2 separate regions of the Mus musculus genome follow, and region 1 is linked to region 2. A link is a contact called in public HiChIP or PLAC-seq data. All regions are on one chromosome and are shown on one strand. Each heading gives the region's core, a stretch centred on a gene start, on an enhancer-like site or on the middle of the called end of the contact. The rest is flanking DNA. Distances are from core to core; before and after follow the strand shown.

Evidence for each region. HiChIP or PLAC-seq counts read pairs in DNA pulled down with a chosen protein or histone mark.
Region 1: a contact with region 2 is called in an H3K27ac HiChIP or PLAC-seq map of double positive thymocytes, with 3 times the contacts expected there. The contact joins the promoter of Rmnd5a here to the promoter of Cd8b1 in region 2. A contact is called at or near these places in 1 of 484 Hi-C or Micro-C datasets (CD8 T cells), 4 of 115 datasets of contacts at active chromatin or transcription factors (CD8 T cells, double positive thymocytes and embryonic stem cells) and 2 of 9 other capture datasets (adipose tissue and embryonic stem cells).

What each region holds. Positions count from the first base shown.
Region 1 is chr6:71,436,106-71,442,459 of GRCm38.p6, reverse strand. It overlaps Rmnd5a (required for meiotic nuclear division 5 homolog A), which reads left to right and starts at 1,823. Exons shown (of 9, transcript NM_024288.2): 1 at 1,823-2,462. The coding sequence starts at 2,321.
Region 2 is chr6:71,321,131-71,327,380 of GRCm38.p6, reverse strand. Cd8b1 (CD8 antigen, beta chain 1) reads right to left here and starts at 4,593. Exons shown (of 6, transcript NM_009858.3): 1 at 4,482-4,593; 2 at 1,033-1,395. The coding sequence starts at 4,524. It overlaps Gm38828 (a long non-coding RNA gene), which reads left to right and starts at 4,724. Exons shown (of 3, transcript XR_869170.3): 1 at 4,724-5,046; 2 at 5,374-5,466.

The DNA.
Region 1 (6,354 bases), core at 574-3,073, 120 kb before region 2:
CTTACATGCGCCAGGCATTATGTTGAAGGTCTTACATGGATTATCTCATTTATTTAGTTATTCAAACAACTTCTAGGAAAAAAAAGGGGAAGAAGAGAGAGAGAGAGAGAGAGAGAGAGAGAGAGAGAGAGAGAGAGAGAGAGAGTGTGGGTGTGACTGAAACTATCAAGGAGATCCTTGGTTCAAGGGGAAGAACAAGGTTTGTCTGTGCAGTGTGGCAGCTAAAGAAGGAAACAGCTTCAGAGGGGTCAAGTGAAGGTTGCTAAGTCAGGTCCACTCCATCCCCAAGCAGGAAGAACTAAAGTACAGCCAGGCAAGGACGCTCTAGACAGCAGTAAGATGATGCCAGGCACCCTCGGGCTTGTTTTACAAAGGAAGAGGGCCCTTTCTTCTTTTGGATGCCTGAGTATTTTCACAAAATGGATGGTAGCTAGAAAACCTTTTGAGGAGAATGGCAAGATTGATGGAGCTAAAAGGTTTTTTATTTTCGAGAAGTAGGAATCAGGGCCATCTGCCAAGAAAGAGGACTAAAAGCAAATGGCGTGATGAGGGACAGAAAGGAGCCCTGAAATACCATCAGCTGAACTTCCAAATATCCAGGACCACTAAAGGCCATCATATATAACCACCCGCCCACTAGCTGCCACATTATAAAAACGGAAATTGAACTTTAAAAAGGTTACCACCTGAATTAAAGGAAAAGAAAGACTGTCCACCAGGGTGCTGGCTGTGTTCTAGAAACAAACAGGCCACAACAAAAGGGGTTACCCTTCATAGTATTACTTAAGTGGTGCAACCAAAACAAGCAAAACTCCAAACAATTATTATTTTAGACTTTGACAAGTGATGTGTGAGAGAAAAAAAAAATTGTGCTGTAAGAGATACAATGAATTGATGGAGAAAATTCGGGGAGGCAGAGGTGATACAACCATGGTGGAAGTAGGAATGCTATGAGCAGGCAAGCAAGCTGGCAACTGCAGGCCCAGGAAGGCGGACTCTCCCAGGCCCAGGCTGTGAGGCAGGGACTTGACGAAAAGCTAGTAGGGTAGAAGCCTGGTGAGCAAGAGGGCACAGGCCAAGGCCAGAACCCCGTGGTAAACCAGGGCAAAAGCCCTACGCCAAGGTAAGGGCAAGGAGCAAGGGCCAGGTTGCTCAGCTCGCCCACGCGTGTTCGTGACCGCCGCCAAGATGCCCAGCACGTGGACAAGGCGACAGGGAAGGCCACTTGCAGGCCGAGGGGCGTCAAGAACGAGCCAACGCTGGGCGCGGGCCATCCCTCTAAGAGCTACCACCTTCCATCGGGTTAGTGACCCCGCCCGGGCCCTCCGCCACTAGGCGGCCAGACAGACATCCTTTGGCCCCGGAGGTGGGCCTCTCAGTCGAAACTCCGGCCAAAATTCCATGCGGAGAAAACACAAATTGCAATCAGGGCGAAATCCTGGAGAAAACAGCCCCGTTAATTGCTGTCATGTTTCCCCTCGCGGCTTCCCAGTAGAAGCGCCAAGCTCCGCTCTTCAAGCCAACCCCCCTCCAACAGCGAGCGCATTGGTTTGGCTCCTCAGTCTGGATTGGCTGAAGTTTTACGCCTCGGCCCAGGATTGGAGGATGTTTGTCTCGCTCCTAACCCCCGCGTCGATTGGTCACTCTTCTGCTTCTGGGCGGAGCATCCGGGGACGGTTTCCACCCTCTTGTTTACCGGCCGCGTAGTTGACGCTATCGCTAAAGTTCCCTGTTCAGCTGCGCGGGCCAATTGCGTCGCTCGCCCCGCCCTCGCCCCGCCCTCGCCGCGCTCCCTCACGGCCTCCCGCGTGGTACGGCCCACACCTTCAGAACGCCCGCGCGCCCTCCGCCCGTGCTCGCCCGCTGCTTCCCCCTGACCCCTCGCCGAGTCCGCGATTGGTACGGCCCGCGCCGCCTCCTCCGCTCGTGAGGGAGGCTCGACCCCCTCCCGGGCCGCGGCTATTGGTGCCGCCCGGGAGAACCAGGTCATCGGCCGGTTCCCGTGAAAACAAAAACAATCGGCGGCGCCGCCGAGGGGCGGCCGAACGCGGCGAGCCAGGGGGGCCCGGGGCGAGACGCGGCGCCGGGTAGGGCGGGCGAGCGAGCGCGAGCGGCGGGGCCGGGGCGCCATGGGGCGGGAGGGCACAGGCTGCGCGGGGCTCCCCCGGCGCCGCGGCTAGCGCGCCCGTCTTGCCTTCGCCTCCCGCGCCGCCCGCTCGCCGCCTTGGGGGAGGAGGAGCAGGACGCGGCCTCGGTGGGGCCCGGGCCGAACCACTGCGGACCCCCGGGCGCCGGGGAGCCGAGCGCCGCGGTCTCCGGCATGGATCAGTGCGTGACGGTGGAGCGCGAGCTGGAGAAGGTGCTGCACAAGTTCTCGGGCTACGGGCAGCTGTGCGAGCGGGGCCTGGAGGAGCTCATCGACTACACCGGCGGCCTCAAGCACGAGATCCTGCAGAGCCACGGTGAGGGCGGGCGCGTGGGCGCGCGGGGGTCGGGGCCCTGCGCTGCGTCTGCTGGTCCCCAGGCCGCGGCGACCCGCCCGGAAACGCGGTGGCCTGGGGCGGGGCTGGGGGTCTTGCGGGGTCCTGCGGGCCGCAGGTGTGCGAGTGATAACGAGGGTCTGCGCAGGACTTTGTCTAGTTTTCGGCCTCGCAGACTTTTCTCCCTGATGGTTCTTAGTTTAACGTTCTTAGCTGTGGGTTGGTTTCTACATCATCGGCTGCTGCAACTTCAGAGTTGGACTGATGTGGGCAGGCAGTTCTTCTAAACTCTTCCTAGGAAGCCGGCCGATTTAAACCATTCAGCGTCCCTGCTGTAGCCTCTGTACAGTCCGACCGGGCAGATGTCGAGTTGCTAGTTACTTACCTAGTCCAGTTTGTACTTGTTAATAATCCTTTCAGAAAACAGCTTTTCCGTAGAAGGTGTTTTGCCTACGTTATTTCATCAGTGGCCCTACGTCTTGTACCACAGATGCCAAGGCTAACTCTGAGAAAGAGTTTTGTGTTTTAAAAATAACACTAAAGGTCTGGTACCTTGGAGCCACAATGCTGACTCTTTCTGAATGAGAGATAAAGGACTTGTAATATTATGGATTTACTCAAGAGTCCGGGCCCTTGTCAGTTTTGTGGGCTGAACAGAAATTAAAGGGATATTTATTAGTCAGGGAGAAATGAGGATGTAGCAGGTGAGATTAAGGCAGTGTTAGCCCTGCCTCTCCTCTCCTTTCCTCTACACCTTTATTTCCCAAACACTTCAGTTGTGGGTGACTGCTCCTCCCTGGTAAAGGAGTCTGACAACTTCTGACACAGCTGTCACTTTGGAACGCTGTATAAATATATGCAAAACATGTTGATGGCTTCATGCGAAAAGATTATTTGACTGAATTGATGGTGATGGTATACTTGATGCTAACAGAATAAGGTGGGGTGTGAGAAAATCTGTTGAATTTTGACTCATGAGATTAAAGGGTTTGAATATATGTGAGGTGTATATATAATATATATATATATATATTACATATATACATACACACATATATGGATAGATATAGATATTCTTGGAATATATGTGAGCTAAAATTGGTTGTTTTCTTTTGCTTGTGGTGTTTTGAGGTAAAATCTCTCTGTGTGGCCCAAGCCAGCTTTGAATTTATAATCTTGTCTTCATCTTTCTAGTGTTGGGATTCCCAGTGTGCCCCTCTGTGTTTTCAGATATTTCTAGAAGGACAGTGGAGATCATAGGATGTGAGATGAAAGATCTTAGGCTCTAAACACAACCAAAGTAGAGCAGAAATGAAAAGGGCAGAAAAGGATAAAAAGAGAGCTGCTTAGCTGGTACTTGACATTTTGTGGACAAACCAGATTATTTCAGGCTAAGAAAAAAATAGTGCATACCGAAGTAGAAGGCAGTCAATCCAAGGTGGTCCTAGCTCAGGGCTTAAAGACACCGAACACCCCCCTTTCCCAGAGGACATCTTTGTCTTTTGACCGAAAAGGAGAAAGCCAGTAGGGGACGAGAATGAACATAGGGCCTACACCTGGAGAGGCAGAAGGAATACTCCCTTTTGGGGGACCAGGTCAGAGATTGAGGGGTTGCTTGAGAGAGAAAAGATAGAGAACAGAGTCCTTTCCAGAAGAGTGATTATGGAAGAGGAGAAGTGGTGGTGAGGTTTGTTTTAGGGAAGTTGCAGTCAGTTCCAGATGGTTAAAATGATTGTAAAAATTGCCAGGTCAGGGATTTTAGGCCTCTTTGCTAGTAAGGGAATGTTTCACAAAGCCTGTGGTGTGAGGGGTAGTAGGCACAGTGTATATACCATGCTGTTATAACAGGTAGTGGGGCTTGTTCTTGATTGGCAGCCTCTTTTTTTTTTTTTAAACATTTCTGTGTAACAATGCCTCTGTGGCATCTGTTATTTTCCTTTAATCAGTTGACTAGAATTAAGTAATGAAAAGTAGTTAAACACGAAAGAAATACATACGGATATTAGGTCAGGTTCTTAAGGCAGTCTTGTTTCTTTTGAGTGAAGATAAAGATAAACATGCTTTGGTATTTGATTGCGGGTTTCTTTTTTTCTTTTTCTTCTTCTTCTTCTTCTTCTTCTTTTTTTTTGGTTTTTCGAGACAGGGTTTCTCTGTATAGCCCTGGCTGTCCTGGAACTCACTTTGTAGACCAGGCCTCGAACTCAGAAATGATTGCGGGTTTCTTGAAGCAACTAATTTCTAAGTTAGAGTTTCAAGCAGGTGACGGGCAGTGGATATTATATTTAATCTTAAACCTGCTCCTTTCAAAGGTGTGCCTACTGAAAGCAGAGTTTACCCCTCTACTTTAAGGCTTGGAATGTGCTTTCTGGGCAAGTAATCTGGTAGCTGCTCTGATCTGAGGGAGGGGCTCTATTCTGCTTCTATCTAGGCTCTTATTATGAGTGGTAGGTAATATTCCTGGGAGAAGAGAATGAGTAAAGTAGAACCTTGGGGTCTGTAAACATCACCTGCCAGATAGGATAGAGGGCAGTCGCTGTATCATACTGGAAGGTGACTTCCTTTTGCAGAAGCATCTTTTTACCAGAATTGGGAAATCAGTCCAATTTTAAAAAGCTATAATTTCTTAGGTTTACTCGAGTCTGCAGTGAGATGTCTGAGGTAAAAGGGATCATAGACAACTATATTAACCGAACACAGCTAGATGGTTGTAAGTTCACCCACCTTGTCACAGCCTTCCTCCAGGTTATAAACACTGCCCTAGGGCTGACCTGGAACTGTCCAGCCAGCTCAAAATGACCTCTCTGTAACCTGAAATTGTTCCATGTGAAATTTCTTTATTAGCTGTGTCTTTTTAAAATGTAGCTTTCTTAATGCACATACTTGAAGACAGTAAGGATGATGTGGATAGTCACTCGCATTTGGTGGATTAGTTATGCTGTCACTTTATCCATCCCTAGTTCTTCCGCTTGGAAATGGGATGGGCAAGTCTTTTTTTTTTTTTTTTTTCCTTCTTCCTTTTTTTAAACTGAAGCTCCGGTATCTGCTAGAGGAATACTGTTGACATATAAGAAGGAAATGCAGGCTTTGAGTGTGGGTGGTTCTAGGGTAGCTAAGGTGGTAATAGGAGTGTGAAGGGGCAGCCGGGGCTAGGGAGAGCTTAGAGAAATCTGGCTGAACTGAGCCATTGCTTTATGCGGAGCCTGATACCAGATGTGTCTCTTTGTTGCCTTGGATAGGGCACAGAAGCAGGAGGATGGGCCTCTGTGGGGTGCCCAAGGTGGGAGGGAGGGATAGTAGACAGGGTTATTCATGGCAAATAGAAAACAGGGACCAGTATGTTGGTCTGAGACAGTAAGACCACTTTTTAACCTCCTTTGTCAGATGTTCAAGAATTGTATTGAGCTCTGCGGCTTAGCCTGAATTATTTTGAAGTTCACTTTCATTAACTCCCCAACTGAAAGGAGAGGGTGCATTCCAGACAGAGTTGTGCCCACCTTTCAGTGGAAGTTTTCCCAGAAGAGAGAAATTGGCTGTAGATCATCATGGTGGCTGTTGCCTGGGGATCCTTTCCAGGATGCTCTTGGTCTAATGTGGGTGATGCCTTCCTCATTCCTGTATGTGCACTCAATTTTCACATATGCTTGAGGGTTTTTCTGTCAGTAGATTTAAGCTCAGTTCCAGACACTGGTACTGAGGTCATAGACTGGATATCAGGTATCATAAACCAAAGCACTTGTTGGTTTTAGTGACCTGGCTCGTGAAGATTCCGCTCCTCCTTCCCCGTTTCATACTTTTCTAGTGGAAAGTACAATAAAAAATGTTGTTAATGTCTTGTGGTAGAAGAACAACAAAAAAAAAGAGACTGAAACAATTA
Region 2 (6,250 bases), core at 3,344-5,843:
GGCGAATCTGAAGCAAGATGATGAGAGTCCAAGTCCTGGGTTGAGCTGAAGAAAGAACTATAGCCAACCACTGGCCTGAGAGAATCTACGCTGATCCCTTTCCACCCCAAGAGAGGAATCCTCACTGTCCAGTATGGCTAGTCTGAACCCAGATATGCCGTATGCATAAAATATATATCAAATGCTGCGTATGGAAAAATGCTGTTGAAATGCTAATACTGTTTTGATAAGTTGGGTTCAGTAAAATGCACATATTCCTTCTTAACTAGATGTCTCTTAGAAAACGGAAAATGGTGTCTGAGGTTTGCAGTGTACTTCTGCTTAGGATCGCTTATTTCATGAAACTGCAGCTTCGTAGACGTAGAAGTGAACCAGCAGCTGCCTTGTTCAGGTATGGAAGCTGAGGCTTCGAGAGGGAGGGCAAGTGATGGATTGGTAGCCAAACTAGACCTGGGTCCAGCTTCTTTGCCCATTGAAGCCCCGAGTGTGGATTTGAGCCACTGAACCCCACAAAAAAATGCTGAGGACAACTGCTTTTCTGCTACCTCAGAAACAATGAGCATGCGCCCAGACAGTGAGAGTCCGTATGTACTCAGGGTCCTGAATTTGCTGTCTTTGTCTCCATCAGAATCATCAGCACCCACCTTTGACTGACCTACCTGTTTTCATCTCATCTGATTCCCATCTAAAGAGGGAGAACAAATATACCACCTGCTGGGTGGGTGGAAGTATTAAGGGACCCAGCTGTATGTGACCCTCAAAGGTGTTTGGCCTGGGTGACTCTCAATGTATCTTTTCTATTAGTCCTAGCAGTGGTGTGATTAGTCATGGCTGCAGAGTGAGGCTCACTGAGAGTAGGCAGCTCCAGTGCCCGGTGTGAGAGTGTGTGTGTGCATATGTGTGCAATCACATGTGTATGTGTGCATGTGAGTGTACATCTGTATGAACAAGCATGTGTGTGTATGTGTGTGCGCACATGTGTGTACATGTGTGTGTGTGTGTGCTCATTCACAGCCTTGAGAACATTCTTACCCACAGTCAGCTTCGTCCCTGTCCCAAAGACCATCTTGGGGCTCCCAACCGTCGCGCAGAAGTAGAAGTCACTGTCCTCTGGCTTCACATTCATGATACTGAGAAAGGGCCGTCTTGAGTCTGAAGACTCAAGAATTATATTTCTTTTCTTGTCCACACTTTCACCATACAAAACTCCTTTGGAAGAACTCCAGGAGGCCAGGAACTCAAAGTACTTGTCCTTGGGGTCCTGGCGCTCCCGCAGCCAGTAGATGCTTGTTAACTTAGAGATGCTTTTAACCTCACAGGACATCTTTGCCGTATGGTTGGTTTGAACCAGCAGGGACGAAGGGGTCTGAATGAGGGCAGAGCTGCTCCAGAGAGCTACAAGAAACCAGAAGACATCAACCAGGCTGTTGCTATACACACACAATCTTAGCACTCTGTGGGTGGAAGTACAGGACCAGAACTTCAAGTTTGGTTGCCTAGTGAGTTCAAGGCCAGCCTGGGCTACTTGAGAACTTATCTTTAAAAAAAAAAAAAAAAAAAGAGGTGGGATTGGAGAGATGGCTCAGTGGTTAAGAGCATTGGCTGCTCTTCCAGAGGTCCTGAGTCCAATTCCCAGCAACCACTTGGTGACTCACACCCATCTATGATATGATCACATGCCCTCTTCTGGCATGTGGGTATACAAGCAGACAGAACACACAAAATAAATAAATCTTTCAAAGGTTTAAAAAAATAATTTTTAAGAAAGGAAAGAAGGCAGGCGGGAGGAGGGGAAGGAGGGAGGGAAGGAAGGAGGGAGGGTAGAGAGAGGAGGGCTTGTGAGGTGGCTCAGCAGGTAAAGGTGTTAGTACCAAGCCTGACCCCTGAGTTCAACCCCCTAGCACAGTGGTTTGTGTCACAATGAGTTCATGTCACAGGCAAACAGGAGTAATCTGCCTGGTGAAAGAGTCAGGGTATTAACAGCACTTGGTGTCTTTTGAACTCAGAACTCACAAACATTGACTGCAAGGCACGCAGTTCTCTGAGTGTGCCTTGACTGTGGCTTTTGGTTAACAACACACCTCTATGTGTGGCCCTTGGTATAAGCTATCTTGGCGGAGTCTCACACTGGTTCCAGGATTTTTAACACCCGCCCCCCCCTTACCCTGATGAGAAAACACTGGCATGAAGCTACCTCGTTTGGAATCTCACTGGATTCAATCCAAAGAGCCAAAGTCGAAAGCCAAAGCTAGTTGCCCACCTCGCCTGTGTAGGTAGCCCTTCAGGGGCTCTAAGCAGCTGGAAAAGTCCTAGGGCAAGCTGCGAGAGGAATTTGGAGTCACAAGCACAGCGTGGTTTAGACAGTCTGAGATGTCTGGACCAAGGGAAAGGAACTGACCCTGGGAGATCGTTACCCCCCAGTCCTGCAATGGGTCTATCACTGACTTCTCCCGCCTCCGGGCAGGGCGGTTATTACAGATGCAAGCTTAGAAGTTCATTTTGTCTTAGATGGGAAGACTGGGCAGGCAGAAGGAGTTGCAGACATGGCCATGAACATAGCCTTTGCCCTGTAGAAGCTGTGGGACCTCAGAAGTCACCAAGTTCTTGGTGGCCTGTGAAAGAAGGGCAGCTTGGCTTGCCACTACTGTCCTCCTTGCTGTTGACATTTGGAAAGGAAAGAAAGGAAGACAGACATGGAGGTGCACACTTAGTATCCTAACACTTGAGAAGCTGAGTCAGGAGGATTTCTTTGAGTTTGGGGCCAGCCTGGGCTACATAGTGAATTTCAGGGGAGAAAAAGAGACGTGAAATCATATGTAAACAGTGAAGAGCTCACACAGGTAATCGTAATCATATGCAGACACTGGAGGTCCCCGTGTGAGCACTCACACAGGTCAATTCTGCCGGCAAGTCGAAAGGTCTCAGGAGATAGATGTTCTAGGCACCAAGAGAAGTCTCAAGGAGGATCAGACCAAGTTTCTTTCGCATCTAAGACCAGGAGAGTGTCAACAAACCCATTTGATCTAGAAAGCCCTTTTTCTTTGGCTTGCAACAGAGGGCCACCCTGAAGATCATGGCCAAGATATAATGCCAAGGACAGGCATGGTTAAACAGAGGCCAGAGGAGGTGTGAGCCCAGAAGAAGCAGCTGCTTGGCATTAATCCCTGCCTATAATTGTGGCTCGGGCCTTCCCTGGAACTGATGTGATGAACGAATCCCGATTCCACCCTCAGACCACTCGGAGCCTCTGATCGCATGGAAAGAGTGACTACTCCCCTGTGGCTGAGGTGCTGCTCCATCTCCCTTCCCCGAGTTTCAGGCTACCATTTCTGTCCCATCGCAGCCATTTTTATTGCTTTGGGTTACTGGCCTCTTTGGAGAAGTCAATATGAAGTGATGATGTCCATATAGATCATCACAGTGTGTCAGGCACAGTGCATGCGTTGTCTGATTTAATCCTCACCAAATCCTATGCCGAGAGACTCATTTTACACGGGAGCAAACAGAGCTTGAGGGAAAGCTGAACTCAAGGTCCCACAGTCTGTGAAGTGGACTGGCACTCAAACCGGGGTCCTAGACTGGGGTGAATGAACTCCGAGCCTCCCAATCGAGGAGACCTATACTCAAAGTGGGGCCACAAATACCCAGATGGTAGGGGCCTTTCCAAAGAGCCCAGAGGACACACACAGCCAGGCTTTAGGTCACATACAGTCTCATTTAATCTGCTTGGTAGCCTAGGACTCCATTTTCAGAGGAACCTGGTATTTCTAGAACGATCAGAGGTAGCTTTAGTGGCCTGAAAGAATCTTGTTTCATTTCTTATTTTGACCAGTTTAGCTAACCTGTTCAGAGGCAGGGACTGGCCTCCCTTGTTTCCCTCAGTAGTTGGGGGCTCTAGGAGGTACCAGACCCGTGGATATTGGAAGTCTTCTTCTAAAAAGCAAAGTCTCTGGGTTGACCACAATGACAACCTTTAGGCCACATCTCTGTGCCAGCTCCAACATCCCAACTGCAGTGCCGCTACTTGGGGGCGGGGGCGGGGGGGAATGCTGCAGAGCACACTGGAGAGCCAGGGGGTCATAATGAGTATCCTGCCATAGTTGTCCAATTTTCTAGAAGCACTTTCCCGGAAGTAATAAGAGTACGTCTGTAGGGCCTCTGGGGACTTCACGGGGCACATCCCGGTAGGCACCCTGAACATTTCCCCTTCGGTTTTAGATCTCTCTCTTTCCTTTTCTTTCTTCCATTTTTCCTTCCTTCCCTTTTAGTTCAGGCTGTAGGACAGAGGTGACTTCTGCCCTGGGCGTCTCAGACCTCTCTGGGTAGTGAGAAGGAATCTCCATTCCGGGTTCAGGGTCTCTGCCTACCGGCCTCCCCTGTTCTCACAGCCCAGCGCCTGTCTATTCCTCCTGTTGCTGAGATACCAGGCCTAAGTTCCCTGCTCTAGTGCAGATTGGGGGTAGCCCCACTCTGGGTCTTACCTGCCAGCTTCATACTGAAGACCAGCCAGAGCCATGGCTGCATCTTGGCGCTTTTGGGGACACTGTTCCCCTCAGTGCTCTGTCAACTGAAAGGTAGGTTAGGAGCCAGCTTGGGCGGGTGGGGCACCAGGAACGTAAGTGAGCTAAGAGGGCGGGGCCACCAGGGCAGGGGCGGAATCGTGATGTGTGTGTGTGTGTGTGTGTGTGTGTGTGTGTGTGTGTGTGTGTGTGTGTGTGTATGGAGTGCCTTCATCTTCATCCTATACAGCATCAAAGCCTTGACTTTTCAAAGAGCCCACCAGGACTCTTGTTTTCTGGTGAGAGGAAGTGATAGATCTCAGACTCAGTCATGCCAAGGGGTTGCACCTGTGTGATGCCTCTTGCCCCAGGGGGGAGCTCGGGACAGAACCCTGATACCTTGGGACAACTGAGTCACAGAGGCCAGCATGCGCCAGGCCTCATGGTTTTGTGAAGCTTGGCCCTAATTCAGACACGTCTTTACATTCGTTCTTTCTGAGCAGCTGGAGGAGGGGTTCATCTTGGTTTGAGGACACAGTCCATTGTGGTAGGGAACACGTGGTGGCAGGAGACAGAGGCTTTACGTGTGTGTGTGTGTGTGTGTGTGTGTGTGTGTGTGTGTGTGTGTCTCAGCAAGGAAAACAGTTATGAAGACCTCCCAGTTCAGAGTCCAGCTGGCCCTGGAGTGATGGAGATCCCTTGTAAGGGAGGAAGGGAAGTTAGCCAACACAGAGAGAAAGGAGGGAGAGAGGCAAGCTGGGGTGCCACAGAGGGGCTCAGACCTTGCCTGAAAGTGAGGCAAAGCCAAACCTGGACCTAGAGCCCTACGGACTGGGGTGTCTGTATGTCTCCCCTCCCCTGCCCTGCCTTACAGTGCTGTATGCCCTGAGGCTTCTTCATCAGTTTTGAGATCAAAGCCCCATCAAGAACCCATGAAGAACGGGGAGGCCTGTGGAGGCTGGCAGAGGTGAGTTGAGAGAGCTGCTGTCCAGGGAAACTGGATCCTTGGTGATCTGTCTGCTGGCGAGAGGGAGGCTGGGAAGGGCTGTGGGGGACATCCACCACAGAAGAAGAGCTAAGCGTGCATCAGGTAACCGCAGGACTTGGAAGGGAGACAAGTGGGCTAAAACAAGTTTGGGGCCAGCCTGGTATACACAGTGAGTTCAAGGCAACAGGGCTTCATAGAGAGATCCTATCAAAAATCCATCCCAGTGGATTTCTGAGTTCGAGGCCAGCTTGATCTACAGAGTGAGTTCCAGGACAGCCAGGGCTACACAGAGAAGCCCTGCCTCAAAAAGAAAAAAAAAAAAAGATTGCGAGTGTCATCTAGGCCGGAGTGTCATCTAGGCCGGCCCTGCAGCCAAGCACATTGTGCGCTTGAGTTTCAGAAGAGTGAATGGGGTAACCAGTGGTGGCTAAAGCTGGCAGTGGGGTCGAGACACAGGCCCCTCAGTGTCCAAATCCTTATTCTTTCCATCCGACTCCCTCCAGTTCCTGGTGACAGGGGCAAAAGCTGAGGCTTTTGAGTCCAGAGATTCTGGAGACAAAGAAGGAAACGGTCATGTCCTAAGCGCTGCCCTTGTAGTCCGGCTGGTCTCCACCATACCTCTTATCTGTTCCCAGGAGAATCTGCTAAGGGCCAGATGTACACAGCATAGGTAGTCCTAGGAAAACCACACAGTAGTAGCTCTCAAAATCAACGTAAAACGCACAGATCACAAAGTGGTCCAAGAGAGGTCACAGTATGTCTG